Regions from separate parts of the Mus musculus genome. Here region 1 is linked to region 2. The links are chromatin contacts, called in public HiChIP or PLAC-seq maps. All regions are on one chromosome and are shown on one strand. The core of a region is the stretch at or near the end of the contact, and the rest is flanking DNA. Distances in the headings are between cores, read along the strand shown. Region 1 overlaps Gng7 (guanine nucleotide binding protein (G protein), gamma 7). Region 2 holds the start of Dot1l (DOT1-like, histone H3 methyltransferase (S. cerevisiae)).

Region 1 (3,001 bases), core at 446-2,945, 210 kb before region 2:
TACAGATGTACCACTTTTTTTTAAAAAATAAAATTATTTTATGAAGGAGCCTCTTTAGTGCAGTAGGTAGTGTCTCAGTCTCATAAAATTATACTATGTGTGTTTTGCCTTCATGTTATTCTGTAAACCTAAGTGCAGTTCCTGAGTGGCAAAGGCCAGAAAGAGGGCATCGGGTTCTCCAAAGCTGGAGTCACAGAGGGCTGTGAACTCCATGTGGATGTGAGAACTGAGGTCAGGTCCTGTGTGAGATCAGAGTGGTCACAGACGCAGGGCTGTCTCTATGTGCATGCATGGATGGGTGGGCTCACAAACTGGAGACCCATGTTTTGAGGGAGGTGACTCAGGAGACTACTCTAGGCATCCTCCTGTCTCAATCCCTGAGCACAGATCCCAGGTCTGCACTGCACAACCCAGATGTTTATGTGGGTTTGAACCTGTGACTGCCTGGTCACACAGCAAGCATTTTACCCCCTAGCATTTCTCCAGTCCTTTACTTGTTTTGTGTTTATTATTAGAGAGAGAACCTATGGCCTCACTCATGCTAGGCAAGCCTCACTGAGCCACACAGCCCAGGGTGTTCATGAGACTCTTACAGTTCCTCCCCCGAAGGAACAGATCCCAGCCCTGGAGGGCACTGTGGGGACTTTCATGTTCCCACAGAATAGGAGCAGCCACCAGAGGCCAGTACTTCGGCAAGGTGTTCCATTCTCTGGTTGGGCTGTCACCTCCCACACAGACAAATCAAGGCCATTTGTGTGCCCTGAGTGGCACCAGCTGAGCTCCATCCCAGGCACCTGGCCGTGAGAGCCCCCGTCCTGGGATAGACAATGGATCTGGGGACAGAATCAGCTCAGTGAAGCAGAATTATCAATGAACTCTCTGGAGTTGGGGGGGTGTTTGTCCCTGCCATTTTCCGGTGCCAGCTCTGAATATCAGCTTTTAGAATGTGTTGGAGGGGGAGCTCTGTAAACATCTACATGTGAAATCTGAGGCTTGGGATGGCATGCCCCTTCCCATAACAGGTAGATTCAAACTGAGCTGGGGCCATCACACCATCCACGGCATAATGTCTCCACGTGGTTCTCTGCAGAGCGAGACAAGGGGTGGAGGCAGAGAGACCAGGAAGTTTCAGGCTCATGGCTCTGACAAGACAGGAAGGGGCCACAGGCCAAGGGATGTGAGACCTGTGAATACTGAGATAGGCGGGAGCCCCTGTGGAGTCTGCCTGATCTTTCCCACCTGGGGCTGGTACCCAGGGAAGCTGGGCCATGCTCTGATGCCCAGCAATACTGAGTCAAGTACTTTGTCAGAATTTCTTGGAGGGATTTCTTCTGATTGTGGAAAAGTAATATCCCAGAGGCTGCAGAGAGACGGAAAGGTTTCAGTGTCACTTATAGAAGTTCATTGAGTCCCCACACAGCCCTCTCCTCTCTCCAACCAACCCTCCCTTCCTTCAGCCCAGGAGCTACAGGCTCACGAGACCCAGGCTGCCCTGTGCCCTGGCATGGATCCAGGGTGACAGCATTTCCTCAGGACCGGGAAGCTGAGAGTGGGTGACAGGAGCCACGGGGCTGCGTGTTCTGGCCCAGCCCCCATACCCAAGGTTACAAACTCTCACATGATCATGGCTACCCTCCACACACACACACAGCCAGAGAGGACCAAAGGCCACCACCCACTGCCCCCAGAGTGCCAGATGGGTAAACAGTGCTCCTTTCTCTCCAGTTCCTGTCACTAAGGTGACAGCCCCGTCTCTGTCAGCACAAGTCAGCTCATTTTGGGGCTCTGCACTGGGAGCAGGGCCCGCCTGAACTATCTGTTTTTGCCTCTCGTGGACATTTTACTCATAGCTATTCTTTGGCCCTTTTCTAAATATAGCCACACAGGGACCCATTTACCCTGTGAACAAAGGGGCCACGGCTGACAGAGAGTCACAAGATGCTGTTTTTCATCTGGGTCACTGGTTTCCCTCGGAAATACACCCCCAAGTCCTGTTGTGAGGTCACACACTGTCCTCACGTGGCCAGCCCCACGCCATGACCCTGAGAAGCTACAAGCTTGACCCATCCATCTTAGGGAGGGCTCACCAGGGAATCCCAACATGCATGCATTCCTATGGTTGGACAGAGGGTGTCAACCTCTGTCCATGGCTCTTAGCTCTCTCTAGTGTCCACTATGACAGGAGAGCCTGCTGGGGGTCAGGGGACACAATGAGGGTCCCCATCACAGCTGCCAGGAGAAGCACAGAGGAGCAGTCCTTCAGAGGCTTGCTCAAGGCCAAGGGCAGCACCTGCTGTGACCATCACCTTCTCTGTGGAGACAAAGCCAAGCTGAGATCCCCTGGGTGCTAGGGACATTATGCTATAGCATTCTCTACGGGGGTGGGGGCTGCACCCATTCCATACCAGGAGCTCCCCAAATGTCACAGTCACCTCCATATGGGAGCCCCTAGGCCAAGACTCACTGAATAAACACAGACCAGGCGAAGCCAAAAGAACAGTGCAAACAGTTGCACAACTAAATTGGAAAAATCAACTAGGGTTGCACGGGTGGGGAGAGGAGACGGCACAGCTGCCATAGAAAGCAGTTTGGCAATCTCTGAAAAAAATTAAAAAAAAAAAAAAAAGCCAAACCAAGCATAATCAATCACGTGACCCAGCAACTTGAAATTCACACACCCACCTCCCCCATCCTGGGCTCCTTCCTGTGTACATGCCCCATGGACATGCATTCATCACCAAGGTCCTGGTGTATACAGCTGGCATGCAATTGTGTTCAAGACCCTTGTATATATAGTGGTGTGACATCGTTGCAGAGACCTTGTTTTCAGAATTGGTGTGCAGTCATCACTGGGACCCACCCCTGTGTATACAGTGGTGTGCAATCATGGCTGAAACGATTTTTGTATACAGTGGTGTGTGTTAGGCTGCACAGGTGCAGGGGGGCTACAGCCAGGCTCTATGAGTAGCACTTCAGCCTGGTTTGTTTGGCTTCTGATCTG
Region 2 (2,845 bases), core at 203-2,702:
ATTTCAAAATTCCTATTACATTTGTGAGTGGCTGTGTCTGTGCACACAGTGAGGTCAGAGAACTTGTGGAAGTTGGTACTCTCCCTTCTGCCCATGTCCCAAACATGGAACTCAGATTATAAGACTGTTGCTGAGCCATCTTGCTGACCTCAGGAGAGTTGAGTGGACACTTGTGGGAATGTTCAAGGACACACAGGGCTGCCTAATTCGAAGAGGCAGAGGACAGGTGCAAGGGCATCCCAGGACACACATGTTCCCTGGGACCCCAGTGAGGATGTGAACTCAGCAGCACCAGGGAACCCCACTGCTGTATCTTCTACTCAAAGCATACAAAGGGCCACAAGGGGACAGTACACTGACCTCCGCAGGCCCTCCTGGACTTCAGAACCCACTTGCCTCTGGCACTTCCACTTTAAGGGATAACACCTCCAGCTTTGCAGAGTCGCACCAGCTCTACCCACCAGCATGAGAGGACAACCTCCAGACTCCCTAAGTCCCCTCTAGCCATGCCACCAACATTAAGAAACAACTGCTCCAGCATTCCAATGTACCTCCAGGCCAATCCACCAACGTCAAACGACACATGAGGTACAAATTGAGATGACAACCTCTCTAACTTCTCAGGTTCTTTCAGCCGGGCACCCTGACATGAAGAAACAACTATTCGGAGCCCTCCTACCACTCCACGAACGTGGGGGGACAACCCAAACCCAAGGGCCAACCTCCCCCTGACTTCCTAGGGTTCTTTTTAGCACCTGCCCATGAACATCAAAAGGTGACAACGAGAAAGGGCATAGAGGACAATAGGAGAAGGCATCAGGATAAGAAACAGATGACTGGAAGAGGGCACGTGAGGTGACAATTTGAGGTGACAACATGAGGGGTCGCCACGAAAGGCAAGGAATCCCCGACTTCTCAGTCTCTACACCCCTGCCCACAAGGTCGGTCCAGACTCAGGTCCTCAAAGGCTGGAGACGCGGGGCTCCGGGCCGGCGGCGGCGACAACGCGACCGGCCGCGTCAGGGCAACGGCAGGCGCGGGCCGAGAACGGCCAAGGACCCGCCGCCGCCGCCGCTGCCGCCGCGGAGCCCCACGACTCCTACCCCCGCGTTCTCCGCAAGTACACTCACGTAGACCGGCAGCGGCCACGGGTAGACGGCGGGCTCGGCGCCCACAGGCGACTTGAGCCTCAGCTCCAGCTTCTCGCCCATGTCGGCGCGCGCGGCCGCCGCACCATGCTAGGCGGGCGGTTGGGGGAGGGGCGGGGCCACCGGCGGGAAGCCGGGCGGGCGGACACGGGCGGACGCGGGGCGGACGGCTGAGGACAGACGGCCCGGCCTGTGCCTCGGCCGCCGCTCCCGTGTGGCCCCAGCTCCCCTCTTTGTAGGAGTCACAGAGCCGGGGCGTCTAGAGCCGCCGCCATCTTGGGCCGGCGTGAGGAGAAGGCACAATGAGCCGGGGGGTCGGGCGGAACCACTCGGCGAGCGCGCGCGGGGGAGGCCGGGAGCCAAGAGGCGGTGCGCGCCCAGAGCCTCCGCCCGCCGCGCCGCGCGCGCCACCCCTCGCACGCCACGCCCCCTTGGACTCGCCCTCCTCCGACCGACGCACGCACTTACGCACGCAGCGGCGCACGCACGTCCTCGGTTGCCCTCCGACGTCGCCGCCAGCCGGAAGCGGGGACCCGGGGAAACCCTGCGGAGGAAAGCGAGAGAGACCAGGCGGGGTCAAGTTCAAATCCCAGTTGCACAGGCTTGCTTCGCGTCCCTTCGCTTTGCTTTGCTTTTTTCTTTTCTTTCCATTTCCTGTTCTTTTTCTTTCTCTTCCCTTCCCGTCAATTTTCTTTTTCTGTTTTTCTGGCTTTTTCTTTCTTTCTTTTTTTTTTCATTTTTCAATTTTTCCCCTTCTTTAGCTTTTCTATTTTTTCACTTTTCTAGCCTATCTGCTTATTGTTTATTTACATGCTTTTTTTTTTTTTTTTTTTTTTGAGACAGGGTGTCCCTGGCTGTCCAGGAACTCATTCTGTTGACCAGTCTGACCTCGAATTTACCAAAATCCACCTGCCTCTGCCTCCTGAGAGCTGGGATTAAAGATGTGAGCAATAAGTTAATTAATAAATCATCAGTCAAATTGGACCCTATAGGTCGGAGGCTCTCAATTAAGAGTTCAAAGCAATGTTATTCTCTGACCTGCCCAGAACTTTACAGAGTCAGGAGCCAAACTTATTTCCTTCTTAGGCCATTCCAATCCTTCTAATACTTAAGTTCCCTCCCCCCAAAACCTTCTGAGAATAAGTTACCTTGAGGTGAGCTGTCACCAGCTCACCAGCCGCTTCTGGATAGCTGCTTCTTCTTCCTGACTACATGGGAGTGAATGTAATCTAGGGGAGATGGCTCCCACCCCTCATCCTAGCGCTTGCCAGCCCCCAAAAGAAGGATCCGGAGCTAGAAGCCATGCTGAGCTACCAAGTAAATTCCGGGCCAGCCTGGGCAACTCAGTGAGCCCTCGTTCCAAAACTAAATGACGTGGTAAAAGACTCTGTAGCTTGGTGTCTCAGTCAGGGCTTCTATTCCTGCACAAACATCAGGACCAAGAAGCAAGTTGGGGAGGAAAGGGTTTATTCACCTTACACTTCCACATTGCTGTTAATCACCAAAGGATGTCAGGACTGGAACTCAGGCAGGTCAGGAAGCAGGAGCTGATGCAGAGGCCATGGAGGGATGTTCTTTACTGGCTTGCTTCCCCTGGCTTGCTCAGCTTGCGCTCTCTCTCTCTCTCTCTCTCTCTCTCTCTTAAATACATTTTTTTCCCAAGACAGGGTTTCTCTGTGTAGCCCTGGCTGCAGCTT

The links. HiChIP or PLAC-seq counts read pairs in DNA pulled down with a chosen protein or histone mark.
Region 1: an H3K4me3 HiChIP or PLAC-seq map of bone marrow-derived macrophages shows a contact between it and region 2, with 4 times the contacts expected there. The contact joins the enhancer-like site here to the promoter of Dot1l in region 2. A contact is called at or near these places in 1 of 39 promoter capture datasets (the C10 cell line), 3 of 484 Hi-C or Micro-C datasets (the Ba/F3 cell line, Sertoli cells and liver) and 8 of 115 datasets of contacts at active chromatin or transcription factors (the NIH/3T3 cell line, bone marrow-derived macrophages, double positive thymocytes and 4 more).

Annotation. Positions count from the first base shown.
Region 1 is chr10:80,962,410-80,965,410 of GRCm38.p6, reverse strand. The region is part of intron 2 of Gng7 (guanine nucleotide binding protein (G protein), gamma 7); the gene reads left to right. Among named protein-coding and RNA genes, the nearest start is that of Gadd45b, 34 kb to the right of the region's middle. Within about 2 kb of position 1,695, at least 67 of the 459 cell types and tissues checked have an H3K27ac peak or open chromatin away from gene starts, as enhancers often do. A contact at or near this core is called in bone marrow-derived macrophages and liver, where this site is marked.
Region 2 is chr10:80,753,810-80,756,654 of GRCm38.p6, reverse strand. It overlaps Dot1l (DOT1-like, histone H3 methyltransferase (S. cerevisiae)), which reads right to left and starts at 1,452. Exons shown (of 28, transcript NM_199322.2): 1 at 1,131-1,452. The coding sequence starts at 1,211.